Linked DNA regions of Gossypium arboreum: region 1 is linked to region 2. The links are chromatin contacts, called in public Hi-C maps. All regions are on one chromosome and are shown on one strand. The core of a region is the stretch at or near the end of the contact, and the rest is flanking DNA. Distances in the headings are between cores, read along the strand shown. Region 1 holds the start of LOC108458344 (glycerol-3-phosphate 2-O-acyltransferase 6-like). Region 2 holds the start of LOC108467519 (26S proteasome non-ATPase regulatory subunit 7 homolog B-like).

The links. Hi-C and Micro-C count contacts between places; a contact is called where the count stands out from the background.
Region 1: a Hi-C map of leaf shows a contact between it and region 2, with 2.4 times the contacts expected there. The contact joins the promoter of LOC108458344 here to the promoter of LOC108467519 in region 2. A contact is called at or near these places in 2 of 5 Hi-C or Micro-C datasets (both in leaf).

The regions. Positions count from the first base shown.
Region 1 is chr4:109,241,345-109,244,617 of ASM2569848v2, forward strand. It overlaps LOC108458344 (glycerol-3-phosphate 2-O-acyltransferase 6-like), which reads right to left and starts at 1,978. Exons shown (of 2, transcript XM_017757699.2): 1 at 1,186-1,978; 2 at 1-637. The coding sequence starts at 1,803.
Region 2 is chr4:109,078,668-109,082,239 of ASM2569848v2, forward strand. LOC108467519 (26S proteasome non-ATPase regulatory subunit 7 homolog B-like) reads right to left here and starts at 1,561. Exons shown (of 8, transcript XM_017768161.2): 1 at 1,174-1,561; 2 at 844-936; 3 at 635-725; 4 at 459-603; 5 at 197-272; 6 at 54-112. The coding sequence starts at 1,360.

The sequences.
Region 1 (3,273 bases), core at 728-3,227, 160 kb after region 2:
GATCCAACAATTTGTATCCCCTAACCGTTGTTCCGTGAAAAACTGTTTGTCTTGCATTGATCGCCACCGGCACGATTCTGTCAGTGAGTTCAGCAAACAATGCGCTGAATCTCAGCAGAAACGGTTCTCGGCAGGTAGTCCCTTCGGGGCATATGACCAAGTCACCTTCTTCGAGAAGGCGCTTGATGTCAGCTGCATCTTTCTCTCTTTCCCTTGATAAAGCAACAGCTTTAATCGGGGAAATAATTTCAGTGAATTTGCTAATACTATAAGTAACGCAACTAATTTTTCGGCCTAGGGCAACGGCTGTCACAACTGGGTCTAAAACTGTTCTATGGTTGCAAACAAAGAGGACTCCACTTTGGCCTTTCTTAGGTGCAGCTGGTGGGGTACCCTTAACAATCAATTTGATTCCTAGGATCATGTAATTGTACCGAGCAATTCTCTCAGGCAAAGGGATGTTGAGATAGACCCTTAGTAGGGAGAGGATGAAGCCAATAGGAAGCCATAGGAAGGTCAAGAGGGCAGCCAATGGGGTTGGTCTTTGGACCAGCCGTCCTTCATGAAATATAACAGAGCTTAGAAGCTTGGTTTTTGGTAATGGCTCGCATTTGCTTCTTGGCACCATGTATCCTTCCTGCACACACACAACACATCAACTTAAGAGCTAGACCATGCATAATTAAAACTAGCTAGCGTCATGTATATGGGGTAGTTTGTTTTATAACAAAAACAGAGTTAAATCGAAGATTAGAATCATTAGTTTCAATATCTATGGCTACAACTACATATTGAACATCACAAGGATAGGATTGGAGTAAAAATGGCCTGAAAATGTGAAAATTAAATTGCATGTTGAAGTTGACAATCTCAGTTTCACGAGTCATTAATCATGGTATAACGAAATTGAAGAGATTAGTAGGGGACCATGTGGACCATTAGAAATTTAAGTTGTAACTATAAAAAGCCAGCAGCTATCTAAAGGCTGAGAAAGACATCAGGAGAAATATCAAACAAAACTTTATGGAGCATAAATACTCTCACCAACCTTTTTGTAAACACATAGTTAATAATTATGTTTGAGGAATCTGTTTTAAGAACCTATACCAATTTAGGAAACAGCTTGAAAAGTTCAATTATTATGACGGTAAAGAAAAGGGAAGGGTTTGTTATGTGATTAAGAACCTTGCATAATGACATGAAATAATGGTCAGTTTCTCTGTCTCCCAGGCCTAAATCTGGTAATTCAGTGCCAAATTCCTTCAAGATGGCAGCCCTTTTGTGTTCTCCGACGAGAACTCCTGGTTTAATTGTAAACCCAGTTGCCCTGCCTGTTTTTGTCACTTGCAGCTCCGTTCCAATAACCTTGTCAGCTCCTAGAAATATCTTGGCAAAAGGTTCCACCATTATTCTAGGATTTGCGGTAATAATGTATCTTTTACCAAAGGAGCTGAAAACTCTCCAAGTCTCGGGGTGAACATCGTCTGTATAAAACTTTGGCAACACAGACCTGGAAACCAGCTCAATGTCTCTTATCTTTAACCCGGCAAAGGAGATGAAAATGAAGGTATTAATGGCGAAAGATTCAGAGATGAACAAGTAGGTAAAATACACGACTGGAACGGATAGTAAGAGAAGCAGTGCTCTTAACAGGCTGCCAGCTTCGAGGGCAATAAGCATGTAGTAAGGGAAAGCACTACGTGACACAAGAAGGGTTCCATCAAAATCAGCAGCCACCGTCTGATTTGATCTTCCCTCGCTGATACATTTCGAAACAGGTTGAAAACAAGGGTGAGCCCCCATGACTATGGGAAGAGCAAAGCAGGAAGAAGAGGGTTAATGGTTTTTTCCCTTTTAGAAATAAAGGAGTGTAAGAGACAATGGCAATGATATTGTTGAAGCGATTCGCTGGCTTTATGTAGCATGAGAAAACCGTGGTCGAGACCAATAGTTTCTCATTGATAAAAAAAAAACGTTATCAATAAATAGAGTAATTAACGTTTACCAACACAAATATATACATGTATTTTACGTATAAACCTGGGCAGTTGTGAAGAGGGGTCGGAGTAGTTGGAGGTGGACACCAACACCATCATTTCATTCAATTAGCCTACTTTTTTAGTTTCCAGGCGCCGGCCACGCCGCTTATTAAAACACCCTCTCTTTTTTTCTCAAGAGTAAAAAGTCCCGATTAATTCGATAAATATCAAGATTTAAGTTTTATCAACAATTTTATTTAATAAATGATATGTAAATATCACTTTTTACTTTTCATTCAATCGACCTCAAAAATAAAATGTATAATGGTACATATTTCTTGGGTATTAGTATTTTACTATAACTTCAACAAGAAGCAGCCAAATTTGTTGTAAATTACTTGTTTTACTTGCGCAGACAAGTCTATAAAAAAAATTCCCAATTGCTTAATCCAAGCGTAAATTCTACCGAAATTAGGTTAGAAAGATAGCCGTCTGTCGTCGAATTTTTGGGTCATATAATATTTAATTCAATGATAAATTATTTGTTGATTTAGCATGAGAGTTTTGTCTAGTGAAAGTGACCAAAAAATAGGTAGCATGTGGCCATTAATCCTTAAAAAAAAAAAAAAAACGGAACCAGGCCTGTAAGGATAAAAGAAAAAGTATACTAATATATAGCTAATTTTGAGTGTAAAACATTGAATTCAAAACGGGTGGGATGAGGGTAATGCAGTTGAACCAGCTGGAGGTAGCTCAAGGGCTTTATATTTTGGCTTCACTTTCCGCAACTTTTGTAGTAGGATGGCAAAATATCCAAAATTATTGGCTTCTGCCTTAATCTTAATAGGCTATTATTATTATTATTATTATTATTATTATTATTTGAATCAGATTCTTGAACGGCTTTATCCCACCCCTCCCGTTATATTAAATAGAATGTCACTTTTTGTATTTTTGTAAATATTTATGCCTAGTTTGCTTATTATAAATTTAAATTTAAATTTTGAAAAATAAATAAAATTCTAGTAAAAATATGACTTTTTAAAATAAATTATTTCTTTCTCTTTGATAAAATTAAGGCACAATAGTGACTAAATATTACTAATTGAATTAATTTATTGCTAATTTATATACTAAAACATGTATAAAAATAATAAAGTATAGTTTTGCAATTAAAAGTTAATTTTTTTTGGGTAATCTATAAAATAGTCACTTTTGTTTGTCCAGGTTACATTTTAGTCACTTATGTTTGAAATGTTACGTTTTAGTCACTTATGTTATTATTTTGTTACGA
Region 2 (3,572 bases), core at 311-2,810:
AAGGTATTTAGATTTGACAATAAAATAAGTTGAGACGGAAGTAAAAAAGAAACCTCAGTTGCAAGTGTACTAATTGTTGTATCCTTTACATCCCTAAGCAAGTGTTCCACTCCTGTTTGCAGGTGAAAAAGGGGTTATCTTAACCACAAGGGTAATATCCTGAAAAGATGACACCAAATTTCATCAAATGGCATACCAATCTCCTCAACTTCGTGAGCAGCAATTTCAGATGGAACATGAACAAAAACCTTTTGACTCTTTTGAGTAGCATTCTGCAACATTACTGCTGTATTAGTTCAAATGCTCACCAAATATGAACAAAAGGTGGCACTCTTTAGAGAAAGGTTATTATAGTTGCAGTCTCATTTAACATCCAAAGGGGTGCCTATCTGCCTCAACAGTTTAAGCCCTTCTGGCTACACACACACACACAGAAGGCGCATCCTAATTGTCCATACCTCCTTGACCTCTTCAACATCATAGTAGGCCTTAGTGGGTATCCCCAACTCCTTAGGTTGGACATCAATAATCACCAAGACAGGATTTGGGACATAGCCGAAACACCAAAAGCAGTCAATCAATGGAATGAACTTCAAAATGACATGAAAAGCTAAATAAGAAATGAAACCCAAAAGAATCATACTTGTGGAATAATCTGTGAATGTCTAGATCATTTTCCCGTAATTTTGGGCCAGTGCTATACCAACCAACAACATGCTCCTTGGCTGCAACAGATCTCATAGGTTCAGAAATCCAGAGAAAGAATATAACTTCCCCTCATCCAAAACAAGAAAGGAGAAATAAATAAGAAATTAAAATTGGCCAAGTTGAGAAAAGAGTTACCATTAATCCTTTTGAACATTGAAAACATTGATTCATGGTAGTTGTGGTCAAGGAACCATATACTCGGGTCCTTCTCATCTTCCTCAAAAGGCACTGAAAATTGAATAATAATAATAATAATAATACGGAAATTTAGGTCATGGAACCTAACAAATTGCCTTAAACCCAAACTCAACAGTCCTTAAAGTAAAACCCTAAAACCCAAAATTTAATCTCAAAAGGAGTAATCTTGCATGGATAAGAAGATAAGATTTCAGAAGACAGCATTACGAAATCAGAAATCAAAACAAAGCAGATCTAGAAGGAATTTCCAAGAAACCAAGGGGGAACCTGCATAGCTGTTGGTGACGTCAACGGTGCCTTTGAAGGAGGTGCCAAGAAGGACTCCGATGACGCGCTTACGGGTGTCTTTGGCGACGCGATTGTAGTTGTCCACGATACTGAGGAGAACCAAAGGGTGGACTATCACCTTCTCAATCGGCCGAGACGATATTTGCTGTGTTTTGATCACGTCCATTTCTATTTTAGTCCTTTTCTCTCTCTGCCTTTTCTTCTTGCTTTGCCTTGCCTGCCTTCTTCTCTAATCTCTACTCTGTATTTCTTGCCGCAAAGGAAACCAAATAAACACCGAATCTTCTGCTTGGTTTGCAAAAACTGGTTTTTCAAAATATTGTGAAAAAAAAAATATGGGTAAACCTTACCAAAAATTACTAAACCATTACTAAATTTACATTTTAGGATATTCAACTTTACAAAATTATTATTAAATTATTTAAAATTTTTATTTAAATCACTAAATTATTTAAAAAATTATTTAAGTCATTAAAATATTTTTAAAAAATTATTTAAATTATTAGATTATTAATTTTTTTTTAAAAAACTTCAAGTAGCGAACTCAAAGCAAAAATTTGATAATCAGTAAGATAGATCAGTATTCATCGATAAGTAGAAGAACATTCCTTAAGTTCAAGTCGATTTGACAGTCAATGTCAAAGATTAAAGAAAAAAACTGTTTAGATTTTGATTCGCATATTGGTGGCATTTAAAGCTATTTCTTGAGAAAAATTGAACTTTAGAAAAATACAAACGGTGCGAATAGAGAAGGCCATATAACAACGATTTTAACAGCCCAGTGACTTAAACGAATACTTTTAAATAGTTGAATGACCATTTCGTAACTGTTGAAGTTGAGTGACAAAATGTAAAAGTACTAATAGTTTAGTAACATTGATGCAATTTACCCAAAAAAAATATAGTTTTTTAGTTTTAAGTGAAAATATCACCCAACTATTTTTTTTGTTATTCAACTATGAAAAATTATAAAATGGTCATTCAACTATTTGATTTTTTTTTGATCACCCAACTATTCAAAATTTACCTTTTTTAATCACCCGTTGTTAAATTATTAACCTAAAGAATACTTGACAACTTCTAAAATTGGTATAATAGCAATTTTAACTCTCAACATTTATATATTGTGCTAATTTAGTCTTAGTTTCAAAAAATTAACTCTCAACATTTACGCATTGTATAATTTTTTTTTTTACAGTTTTACTTTTATTAATGACATTGAAAATTAGTTTTAAATAAATGAGAAAGGATGAAAATTTATTATCTTGAGATTTTCGTGTGTCCATTTTATTATATTTCCAATTAAATTTAGTTGATTTTTAAGATTTTAGTTGATAATTTTTTTTAGACTTTTAGGTGGAAGAGACACAAAGAAAAGGAAAATAGAAAAAAGAAAAGAAAAGAGAAAGACCAAATTATACAATATGTAAACGTTAAGGGTTAACTTTTAGAATCAGAATTAAATTGATATAATGTATAAATGTTGAGGGTTAAAATTGCTATTATATTAATTTTAAAAGCTAACACATCATCTCCCCATCAATCATTTAACGATCGATAACCAAAAAGAAAAAATTGAATAATTAAAAAATTATTTTATAACTTTTTGTAGTTGAGTGACAAAAAAAATTACTAATTATTGAGTGGCTGCAACTGTAATTTAGGCGCTTAAATTATGTAAATACTAATTTTCTATAATAGGATGCACTGCTCATATATATTAAAAATATTATTATTTAAACAATGACATATTATTTAAAATTATTGATGAGAAAATATTTGAAATATATAAAAGAAAACTTATAAAAATATACTTAAGTTTTATTTTAAAATGCTTTTATAAAATTTAGATTTTTTAACATTCTTTTAAAATTATATTTAATGTATATAAAATAAATATAATCTAAACTTAGATGATTAGTAACAATATTTTCAAATATATATAAACAAATAAAGAATTGAATAAGAATAATTCAAATATATTTTAAAGAAACATCTTAGAATTATTTGTCAAATTATTAACTATAATAAAAAACAACATAAATATATTCTATATTTATAAATGTATACCAAATATTAAATGAAATAAATAAAAAAGTGATAATTAAATAAATGAATTCGCAAGTTCTAAATAAAAGAAAAGAAAATATGTTTCCGAAACAGAACTAAATACTTTCGTTTACTTTTTGTCAACAATAAATTTTAAAGAAATCAAAATTATTAATTAACCAAATCATACCAATGGAGTGTAGGCTGTTGTCAATTGTCTCTTCACGCCTTGTTGCTTACAAAAGACATTGAATTCTGTAGAATTGAACTCCCCTCCTCTATCTGTTCTCAAGCACTTAATAAACTTTCCAATCTCTGTTTCTACAAGA